3 separate regions of the Mus musculus genome follow, and all the other regions are linked to region 3. A link is a contact called in public ChIA-PET and promoter capture Hi-C data. All regions are on one chromosome and are shown on one strand. The core of a region is the stretch at or near the end of the contact, and the rest is flanking DNA. Distances in the headings are between cores, read along the strand shown.

The links. Promoter capture Hi-C pulls out the DNA fragments that hold promoters and counts their contacts. ChIA-PET counts read pairs in DNA pulled down with a chosen protein or histone mark.
Region 1: a contact with region 3 is called in a promoter capture Hi-C map of hippocampal neurons, with 4 times the contacts expected there. The contact joins the promoter of Vezf1 here to the promoter of Rnf43 in region 3. A contact is called at or near these places in 2 of 39 promoter capture datasets (hippocampal neurons and liver).
Region 2: a contact with region 3 is called in an RNA polymerase II ChIA-PET map of memory CD8 T cells, with 113 read pairs. The contact joins the enhancer-like site here to the promoter of Rnf43 in region 3. A contact is called at or near these places in 12 of 39 promoter capture datasets (the 3T3-L1 cell line, 3T3-L1-derived adipocytes, the HPC-7 cell line and 6 more), 1 of 15 datasets of contacts at CTCF or cohesin (embryonic stem cells), 27 of 484 Hi-C or Micro-C datasets (CD8 T cells, the MC3T3-E1 cell line, MC3T3-E1-derived osteoblasts and 17 more) and 4 of 115 datasets of contacts at active chromatin or transcription factors (astrocytes, embryonic limb bud, embryonic stem cells and 1 more).

The regions. Positions count from the first base shown.
Region 1 is chr11:88,066,527-88,070,407 of GRCm38.p6, reverse strand. Vezf1 (vascular endothelial zinc finger 1) reads right to left here and starts at 2,129. Exons shown (of 6, transcript NM_016686.4): 1 at 1,975-2,129. The coding sequence starts at 2,007.
Region 2 is chr11:87,963,920-87,967,615 of GRCm38.p6, reverse strand. No RefSeq gene overlaps it. Among named protein-coding and RNA genes, the nearest start is that of Dynll2, 22 kb to the left of the region's middle. RefSeq lists an enhancer at 1,011-2,055. Within about 2 kb of position 1,320, at least 82 of the 459 cell types and tissues checked have an H3K27ac peak or open chromatin away from gene starts, as enhancers often do. A contact at or near this core is called in CD8 T cells, the N1E-115 cell line, memory CD8 T cells and 1 more, where this site is marked.
Region 3 is chr11:87,661,115-87,664,777 of GRCm38.p6, reverse strand. Rnf43 (ring finger protein 43) reads right to left here and starts at 1,691. Exons shown (of 10, transcript NM_172448.4): 1 at 1,556-1,691; 2 at 1-642. The coding sequence starts at 162.

The DNA.
Region 1 (3,881 bases), core at 880-3,379, 410 kb before region 3:
AGGGCCTTCTTTATTCACTGTCCTCAGCTTTAAATTACAGCTCTTCAAAGATTTTTCACAGCACACACTGCATGTCCAGGATTAAATATGAGCTTTCACATCTCCTCATCAGGTGGAAAAAAATTAATAGGCTGGCATTAGCTTTATCTGGGAAAAGAATAGTTCAAATAGCTTTTAAAAGTATTTTGTAGGCTCTTTCAACTAACTTCCCAAAGATGAACTATGGGTTTCTCCTTCACATAAGGGGCTTGCTTTGTTCCACCTCCATCGAGTTTACAGACACCCAATGTAATATTGTTTAAACTGCGTCTAAAACTCATCAGTCCTTTACTGTCAAACGATCATTTGTAAGTAAGCTTTTTCTAAAGAAAGCATTTACCGTCTTTGCACCAACCCTCATGCCAGCTAGTTCCGTACTTCTTTGCCAATCCATTCTTAAGTTGACCATCACTTTCTTTTTTTTTTTTTTTTGACCATCACTTTCTTAACAAACTCATCAAAGCACAATAAAATCAATACCAGATTAAGGATGATAAAGTGGGACGTTCAGGAGTTGCAAAATCTTAAGAATTTCCAACTTTAGTAAGCCCATTTATTTCAATAATTACCTAAAATAAAAATGCTCACATTTGAAACATGTCTTAATAGGACAAGCCAGATTACACAATGGGTAATTTTGAATTCTCCAATTCCCCGTATTAACTCCACCGGGATGGGACCAGATGCGGAGAGTATAATCTTTTGAAGATTCTGCATTTCCAAAGGTCTCAAGCGCCCAAGCTACGCGTTTGGAATTTCACGAAGTATTTAGGAAAACTCCAAAGAGGGAGGCGGGAAGGACACATTTTAAAAACGACTAGCTCCCTAACCTTCAGTTCTGAAGTTTCTGCATGTGCTTATCTCTACTGCTCATCAATGCATTTGCAAACAGAAAGGAAGCAGAGGGGGGAAAAAGTTCCAATCAGGGGTCCCGCATTAAAGTGGTAGGAGAAGGGTATGGCTGAAGTATCCGCTAACATTAGCTTTGAAGTTTCTGGCAAAAGGAAAAAAAGAAGAAGCGAAGACCCCCATACTCCCTATGAGTGACTCATCTAGGGGCTTTGTAAGCGGACTTTGCGCTCCCTCTCCGCTTCCCGTCGCCCACTGGGCCGGAGCGAACGTTCGAGCGGGTCGCGGAGCGAGACTAGCGAGACACGCTCCGGGGAAGGTCGGGCCTGCAGGAGTCCCGGCCCCCGCCGCTCCCCGCCCCCGCCCGGCCCCGCCGGCTCGGGGATTCCCCAAGCTCAATGGGACCGCAGAAGCTGGACAGAGGCGAGGGGACCAGTTGCCAGGGCTCGCCCAGGACTTGGGCTAGGAGCGGAGAAAAGTTTGCAGAGGGGAACCACGCTCGCAACACCCCCCGTCGGGTCCACCCGAGGGGGCGGCGAGAAGGGGGAGTGGCGGCGAAGCCAGAGATACCCGCTATTCGCGGGATGTGGGAGGAGGGTCAGAAAGTCAACACACAAGCACACACACACAAAAAGAGAGAGGTGACGCGAAAAGCGCAAGCGAAAGATGGATGGGTACTCGGAGCGGGACCCGGAGACCCCCTCGCTGCGCCGCGCGGCCCCGCTCGGGCGCGCAGTGGCCGAGCGGCCCGCGCTCCACAGCGGCCCGGCGCCCTCCTTTCTCTGGGCCGCGGGGTGGTGACAGCGGCCGGCCTCCTCCCTTCCCCTTCGGGGCGGGAGGGAAGGGTGTGTGTGTGCGTGTGTGCTTGGGGGGGCCCGGGTTCACCCCGAGGCCTGCTTCTCCCCCGCACCCCGCGAGGCCGCCTCCTTTCACCTCGGCGGCCGGGCTCCGCCGGAGCGGGCGGGCGGAAAAACAAAGGGGGATTAAGGCCGGGCCGGAGAGCGGAGCCGGGAGGGGAGGAGCGCCCGCCCGCCCGAGCCCGGCCCGGCCCCCCTGGCCCCCCGACCCCCCCGGGGCCCCCAGATCCTGGAACAGGAACGCGGTCCAGTTGGCCTCCATGGCTGCGGCGGCCGACCCCCCTCCTCCCCACTCCCCCCGCTCGGGGAGCCTCCTCAGGCGGAGGAGGCGACAACAAAGCGGCGGCGGCGGCGGCGGCAGCGGCAGCGGCGGCTCCTCAACATGGCAGCGCCGAGCGCGGCCACTTCCGGTAACCTCCGGGACGCACCACCGCGGCGGCGAGCGCGGGCGGGGGGGGAGCCCCGGCCCGGCCGCCGCCGCCCCCAGCCGCTTCGACCCCCTCCGGGCGTCCCCGCCGCCGGCGCGCCGCCTCGGAGCTCAGCCAGTGCCCGCGGGCGGTGGGGTCAGGGAGCCCGCGCGGGGGCTGGGGTGGGGCCGGGGGCGGGGATGGGGTGCGGCGTCCCCCCCCGCGGGGGTGTGTGATGCTGCGGTCCGTGGCTCAGGCAGCTGGAGCAGGGGGAGCGCAGGAGAGAAGATGGAGGACGCCAGGGTCTGGCGCTGGCCCGCTGGGCACAGCTGGGCTGCCTCTCGTGACTCTGCCTTGGTACCCGGCGGCGTCGCGTCCCTCTCATACCCCCAGCGGCAGTCAGGGCTTCGGTTGGTCACCTGGCTGTTCAATCGGTCAAGCACATCACAGCTTCCACCTACGAACTAGGATGCTAGCTTCTAGTGTCCCCTACCCTCGGGTATTTTTATTCCTGACCAGCTAAGCCCTCACTCAGCGCTCTTGCCATCGCCCTTTGCGTGGTCTTCCAATTTGAGCAGGGAATTCCACTAGGGTACAGCCTTAGAAGCGCCTACTGTGGAGGGAAACACTTCCCACGCGTTCAGATGTCATTACTGGGTTATTCTTGGGTGACGGGACCGCTTTCCCATCTTTCCCTTTCATTCCAGATACAGGAAATACTTAAAAACCCCTCTCCCGCCAGGATTAAAAACAAACAATAAAAACGAATGAGAAAGTATAGAGGCAAAATATTTTAGTCTTTTAGTACATTTTTCAATTCCTGCAGCACACGCACACACAAGTCAGACTTCTGGTTGGACAGCGTCAGATGTCACTGAGGTGACCCCAGCCTGTTTGCAGTTCCCAGTCGTCTGTGTAGGAGTCAGCCACTGCTACTGGTTGGAATCTGTAGATCGTAAGCCCATATGATGTCTTGAATGTTTTCTATCCTTTCCTCACATAGAGGTAGCTACTGTGAATATCAGAGACAAGCTATTATTAAACATATATCTAGTCCAAAGAATCTGTGGTGGGGAAATGAGGGGGCAGGCTCCATCTATGATATTTTTATAAAATGTTAAAAAATAAAACCAACTCCTCAGATGTGCACATTATTTCAGAACTTCAACATATTTCAAACTGACTCTTATCCCCTCCAGACAGTTTTAATAAAAGACATATCTTCAACTTCATATATATGTATGTGTGTGTATGTATGTATGCATATATATATATCATATTCATATATATATGAATGACTGATTCAAAAACCATAGTTGCAAAATTCTATGGGAATAGAAACTGAAGAGGTATGGTAATTTGATGTTTTTCCAACCATTAAACAAATATATTTCCCTCCCACTCTTCCATCAGTCACCAGAATAAAGGGGCCAGGAAATGACAGTCTGGTTCCTTTTAGAGTTGACTTCCCATTAGATACTGCCTGAAGACCTTGGGTATGAAGGACAAGTCCAGCAGTTTGGATGGATCAGTAGCAGGAACCACCAGAGAACTGGTCAGCCTAAGACGGAGGGGGACAGAAAATGAGTTTCTGATATATCCCTGAGCTAAACTGCTACATGTCCCCTGGTCTGTCAGTCTCATTTGATGTTTCTTTCAGGAAGCGTATATATGTTTACATATACATGTAAACTGAGGAGAGAGCTAAGTTGCAAACCCAAGGAACAAG
Region 2 (3,696 bases), core at 71-2,570, 300 kb before region 3:
TTTGTCTAGGCTTTTGCAAGGGTGGAAATGTAACTTATTGAATGTGTTATTTGCTGAGCACTGCATCTGTATTTTTACTTTATGTGTGTGCATGTGGAGGTCAGAGGTTAACCTCTGGGGTTATCTTCAAGAAACGTCCACTGTGATTTTTTAAAAAGATGTACTTATTTTATTTATAGGAGTACACTGTAGTTGTCTTCAGATACACCAGAAGAGGTCATTGGATCCCATCACAGATGGTTGTGAGCCACCATGTGGTTTCTGGGAATTGAACTTAGGACCTCTGGAAGAGCAGTCAGTGCTCTTAACCACTGAGCCATCTCTACGGTCCGTCCACTGTGATTTTTGAGACAAGATCTTTCACTGGCCTGGAGCTCTCCTGACGAGGTTTGCCTGGTGCTGGGGTTACAAACCCAAGTCACCATGTCCCATTTTTTATTAACGTGGATCCTGAGGAGTGAACTCAGGTCCCCCCTTACTCACTTATCTGGTAACAGTCTGGTCCTTCCAGGCCTTGCTTTCATTAGGCAGGCTTGGAAGGATACTCACCCTCACTCTTATTTCTGGCTCTAGGCAGGAAATACGTGGCTATGGCTCTCTCGCCTTTCTCGGGCGTCAGATAGTTTTGTTACACACATGTACTGATCAATGTCCTGTTGAATACCAGAGCGGAGGCCCTGCACACCTCTGGGGCTTGCTCTCTACGTGGCACTCAGCTCTCCAGCAGTTGGCCACCTTGGTTGGTCCTCTGGCCTCTGTTTAACTCTCCAGAGCTCAGTAATCCTTGGCTTCCTTAGCTGCCCCTCATCCGCACCTAGGCAGGACGGTGGGACTCTCATTGTTTATTTTCCTGTCTCTCAGTTGTGGTCATCCGTTAGCCTTCCCCGCAGTGCCCAGATTCTTGCCTTGTTATTTTGATTGCTCGACAAGAAGATAAGGCTGTTGGCGACTCTTCATCTTGTGTGGAAGTCTGAACCTATCAACGGGATCTTACCGTATACCTTACACCAGCAGCTGTTCCCTCTGTTTCTGAGGTTGGCCTGAGGCGAGGGAGGTCTGCTGGGGAGGCACCAGTCTGCAGACTGCTGAGTTTGCTGGCTGTTGATTGGAGCGGCCTAGGTAACTGGGCCACGTGTCTCTCATCAGCTGGCGGACCAGCCTGGGCTTGCTTCTAGGAGCACGCACTCCTAAGAAGCCAGCTGTCATCGTTCTTCAAGGCTGTTCTAGAAACATTTTACTCTTTGCTAGTGCAAGCCACCACCTCAAGGGCAGGATGAGAAACAGACCAACGGTGGTGGGAGGAGCCTCTGTGATGGGAGGAGTCTCATAGTCATGCGGGACTGCACAGATGCCGGAAGGGGCGGGGATGTACAGCCAAGTTATCTTTTATAGACATTATCATTATTTTAATCCTTGCAGCAAACCAGGGTATAGATCTTGTCATTGATACTTTACAGACATTAAGAGCTCACAATGGGAGGCAGAGCCAGGTTTTGAACTAGGGTCTTCCTGCCTCTGCCCCGTCTCTAGCCGTTGTATCACATACTTGGTGTGCAGTGTGTGTAGTTCTGACTACAGGTAGATGTATTCAGCACCAGGAATAGACCATTCCCTACCGTGGTCCCCGTTGCAGGATGCTTACCACAGCTTTGAATTCTTCCTAACACTCCCACAGCCTCTCCAAGCAAACACAAGACCCTGTCCCTGGGGGTTCCTTCCCCTTAGGGCCTTTGGGGCTCAGGGACACTCTAAGGGAGGCATTTTGTGTAGAGAACCAGGTGCTGATCATCTGTGTCTCCAGCTAGCCTGTGCCTCAGGTGATAAGTCAGGCAATCCTCCCTCTCTGTGCCTGGATAGTTCCAGAAGCCTCAATGGCTCCCTGGTGTCCCCTCCAACTCCTCATATAGAATTTGTCATGTTTGACTAAACTGCTCTCTTTCCCATGGGCTTCTGCAGGGCCTCTCTCTGTCTCCCTCCCAGTTTCTCTCTCTCTCTGCCTCTGTCTCAGTCTCTGTCTGTCTGTTTCCTTTCTCTCATTTCCTGGCACACAGCTCTGTATCATCTCACTTAACCCACTTCCCCATGTGATTTCTCACCACCCAGACCCATTTCCTCCCTAATTTAATCAAGAGATTAAAGCCACACTGTTTTTCTCTTCTGAGTGTGGCTAATGAGCTGCCTCTGTCTCCAATCCTGATCTATCGTGGCCCCTCCCACCCTCTCTCGAGTGTCCATGCGTTGCCTGATCACTATTTTGTAGTTTTGTTTGACTCAAAACATCTAGAGCAAGCAGGCCCAGCTGGGGTCCAGTGAGGAGCCCAGAGAGACAGTGTAAGTGATCCACAGCCCAGGATTGCAGCTTTCCTGCAGAGGTCAAGGGCAGCCTGGTCTACATAGTGAGTTCCAGGCCAGCAGTGCTACGTACGTACCAAGACAGGGAGATCCTGTCTCAAAAGACTCCAAAGAAAAACAAACAGAAAGACAAAGTAAATGAGAGTTTCAGGAATCTGGGGGCCTGAAATCTTAGATCGAAGGATGACCTTGGACAGCAGAAAGTTCAGGCACTTTGGGAGATGAGTGTCTTTAGACTGTCCCTTCGGTCCCTATCCTCAAAGGCACCTCCTTTTGCCTTGTGTCTAGCTGGTTCAGGGAGATGGGCTCCATCAGTAACTAACTATAAGACGGCTTCCCAGGGAGAGCGGAGACAGAGACAGTGGGAAGCCACCAGCCAGCTCTCCACAAGGCAGAGTCCTGCTCCTCCTTCAGATAAGCTGTGAGGTGCTTTGTCTCTGTCACTGTCTATCCATGCTGTGGTCTCCAGTTAAGGTCTAGAGACTGTGGCATTGTCACTAAAGCTTTGGGAGAGAAGACAGGTCTTTTGTCTATGTGATATTTTTGTCCTAGAGCAGGCCACAGAGACTCCCTTCAGCTGTGGTGGTTTGAATACGTGTTTGAATGCTTGCCCATAGGGGCTAGCACTATTAGAAGGTGTGGCCTTGTTGGAGGAAGTGTGTCACTGTTGGGGCAGGCTTTGAAGTCTTAGATACTCATGCTAGGCTTAGTGTGGCATTCACTTCTGCTGCCTATGGATTAAGATGTAGAACTCTCAGGTACCTCTCTAGCACCATGCCTGCCTGCACGCTGCCATGCTTCCCACCATGGTGACAATGGACTGGACCTCTGAAACTGTAAACCAACTTCAATATAAAGGTTCATTTTATTTATTTATTTATTTATTTATTTATTTATTTATTTATTTTGTGTTTTTTTTTTTTTTTTTTTTTTTTTTTTTTTTGAGACAGGGTTTCTCTGTGTAGCCCTGGCTATCCTGGAACTCACTCTGTAGACCAGGCTGGCCTTGAACTCAGAAATCTGCCTGCCTCTGCCTCCCAAGTGCTGGGATTAAAGGTGTACGGCATGGTTCATTTTATAAGAGTTACCCTGGTTATGCAATATCACAGCAATAAAACCTAATAAAAGACAGAAATTCAGGAGCTGGAGAGGTGGCTCAGCGGTTGAGAGCACTGACTGCTCTTCCAGAGGTCCTGAGTTCAATCCCCAGCAACCACATGGTGGCTCACAACCATCTGTAATGGGATCTGATGTCCTCTTCTGGTGTTGTCTGAAGACAGCTACAGTGTACTCACATACGTAAAATAAATAAATAAATAAATCTTTTTTTTTTTTAAAGGCAGA
Region 3 (3,663 bases), core at 442-2,941:
TTTCAAGGGGATCACTCTGATAACAGCTTTCTGTTCTGCTGATCTTTCGGACTCCACTGCCGCCGCCAGCACCCGTCCTGTGTGTCCGAAGCCTGCGTGCAGGGTTGCCATCAGCAGCCAGGGCCAGAGGACAGCCAGCTGCAGCTGGTGGCCACCACTCATGCTACCAGCTGCATCAATGCTCTTCGGCCATGCATACCGCTTCTACTACCAGCTCATCCCAAAGGCAGGTCCTCAATGCAGAAAACGAATGGGGAGAAGTGCTAGCCCTCCGTTTCAGAGAGCCAAGTCAGATTCTGGTCCTTCCTTTTTCTAACGTAGATTCCCAAGCACAGGGGGTATTCCTGATTGGGAGCAGAAGATGGCCTTTTCAGCCCACCTCTGGGGCAGGTATGTCCTTTTCTCCCATCGTCACTGCGAATACAGAAATGCCACCTCTTCTCTTTGGAATTTCCAAATGTGCTTTAGATACAAACATGGATTGGTATTATGTCAGATCACTTGCTGCTGGTCTTCCATATGTATCAGATTCCTGAGGCACTAAACCCGAGGCCGATGAAGAAAACAAGGTCAGTAAACGGCTAAAGCAGCGCATCGGAGGTGAGGGAGGAACTTCAGCTCAGAACACGAAGACATGCTGCCCTTTTTAAGCCAGAAAAAAATGTCAACCATAAATGGCTAAAGTCCATGAGGAGGTTTTCTTTTGAATAGGGGAAGAGTGGGAACTAATCAGGCCCCACCTGGAGGGATGTCTAATGATGCTGAAGCATATACTCTTAATTAAAATGTCCATGCTAAATTGTGTTTCAGCATAGTCCAGAGTTCTAGGCCTACTGAATTTATATACTTTTAAAGAACTACAATATATTATTTTGTGTGTGTGTGTTCCACCAAAAGTGCCTGTAAAATTAGGCACAAATTCATATATCTTTGACATACGACACAATTAATCTGAGTATCAAAATCTCTTCCAACTTCCCTTTTGAGATACTTGAAAAGTTTAGCTTTGCAATTATTTTCCCAGCTAAAATTCATATTTCTGTTTCCACTTTCCTTTCTCGTTTAGGGATCCCAGAGTTTATTCTCCAGTCTGAGAATGCCAAGCGCTTTGACTTTCCTCAGAATGCTGTGGAAACACATCCAGACTTTACAATCTGTAATCTTCTAGATTCAGGAGAAAAACAAAGGACTATTCCTAAGTTTTCAAATTCCTTGAGGGGGCGGAGAATAAAAGATAGGGGGGTAGAGAGGCTCTAAGTTGAGCGCCCTGAAAAAAATCAGGCTGAGGAGACCTGGGTTATTTCTATGTTCCTAGGAAACTTTGGACTCTTTATAAACATCAGATTTTTAAAATGCGCACCCTTAAGTAACTATAAATACACTTCACCCACAAAGTATGCTGCCTTTTGAAGTCATTTAAAAATCCTATAAAGTCTTCAGAGTAAGTGCTGAAAAGCCAAGCGTCTGAACGCAAACCTGTTCTATAGATTCTTTACTTTCGCTGAGACAGAGGGAGGGAGAAAACACGAAAGAATTTCAAAAGAAATCTGCAAACCTGTTGCGCTGTCGGGCCCACTGGAGTCCACGGCACGGGGATGAAACAAATTCAATTGTGCATTTATAAATCCTGCTTTAAAAAAAGACCTGAGCTGCTTAACCCAGTACGGCTCCGGCTTCCACCTTCTCACTCTGCAATCAGACCAAGTGCTCGCACTACAGGTAGGTGCTGAGAAATTCCGAAGCCCGAAAAAGTAATCCACGCAGATCAGGCAAAAACTTATTCCAAGACGAGAGCTACTGTCCTCCTCAAGAACTCTGGAAATGCTTAAAGATGAGCCAAAATCATCTCTAAAATCTAACAAAAGTCTTCTCCCTCCGCCTCTGTACGGAATATCTTGGAAGAGATGAGAAACGAAGCAGCAAATAGAACAGTCACTACCCAAATCACAGAATATCCCAGAGGGAGAAGACGGTATCCCTGAATCATGGACGGACTTGGAAGTTCAGGAGGAGGCAGGGTTGAAGTGCTTCCTTTCAAGAAAGACAATTCTGGATCAGCTCCCTACAGCAGGAAACCTGTGGTTTGTAATTGGTGTACCAGCTCTGACTTCTTCCCCTGGGACTGCAATCACGCTCTCTACCTGCTGACAAAGTGAGGGTGGAGCCGCTACACGCAAGCCGGCCCCTCCTCCTCTTGGTGCACGCACTCACTAATTTAACCAAAAGTCTTCTCTCGGTCTCTTTCTGTCTCTTGCTCTTTTACTCCCCCTAGTGAGCGACAGCCCAACTGCATGCAGTTCAATCAGTCCTTACCTTTCCCCACAGGAGATAAATCAGGGCCACCCAAATGTGTCTATTCTGTAAGCACTAGCACACTGACGGCGGTATGAGGAACGGAACAGAAAACAAAGACATCCAAAAGACAAAAGAACGGCGCAAAGTCTTGCAGTTACAAATTCAAATAGATCTCTATTCTTCCCATGTTTTAGTGTCTACAAATGGCACAAAGCCAGAATTGAGAGATCTTATACTGAGTACTTGTTGCTTATGTCTGCCACTGTGAATAAAGACTTCTGCATAGCTTTTCTTCAGTTCTTACTACGTTCAGTAGTTCTGCCTAAACTGCACCTGGATGGATCTCTCGAATCAGGTTGCTGTCAGAAGTCTGGAATCTGTTATTTCTCTCTTACTCTTTGGGTCAAACCTATTCTTCCAGTGTAAGACTCTAAGTTAGTCTGCATATAGAAGCTAAGCATTAAACCTATGCTTGGAGCTGGAGCAGTGGCTCAGTGGTTAAGAGCACTGGCTGCCTGTTCATCCAGAGGGCTGAAGTCTAGTTTTCAACATTTACATGGTGGCTCACAACCATCTACAACTCCATTTCCAGTGAATTCAACACCCTTGTCTGGCCTCCACAGGCACTGCAGACAAAACACCCATACACACAAGATGAATCTTTTCTTAAAAGTTAAATATGTCTAATAAAAACAGTATAGGTAAAGAGATTAAATTTAGCTAATTACTACCTTCATGCAATATAGTTCTTTGTAAATCTTCATATTTGAATACTGTAATATTTAAATTTTCAAATTATATTTGACATTTCTTTTTAAAATTGTATTTGATATGTATGGATGTTTTGTCTGCATGTATGTTTGTATACCATGTGTGTGAGAAGCCAGAAGAGGGTGTAAGGCTCTGTGGAGCTGCAGTTACAGATGTTTTAAGTCACGTGTGAATGCTGAGACTCAAACTCTGGAAGAGCAGTCAGTGACCTTAACCTGTGCCATCCCTCCAGCCCCATGGTCAGCATTCCATGGTTGAACTAGTAGAATTTTTCAAAATTCTATTCATAAACAACAATGTGGACATTCAACTCTGTTGAAATGTATACATTTTAAATGATTATGAAGAAGTTCTGTGTTTTAATTTAATATATAGATGAACCTGTTTGGGCATGTGTAAAAATGTGGATAATTAGCCAAGCATAGTGGCTCACAACTGTAATATTAGTAGTCACAAAACTGAATGAGAAGGACTGTTGTTAATTGGAGGCCTGTAGAGTGAGTTCCAAGTCAGTCAGTTATATCAGGACCCCCTGTCAAAAAAATGCCCTGTGGATAATTGCAATGGTAGGCTTGCTGTAAGGATTAAGTAATATAG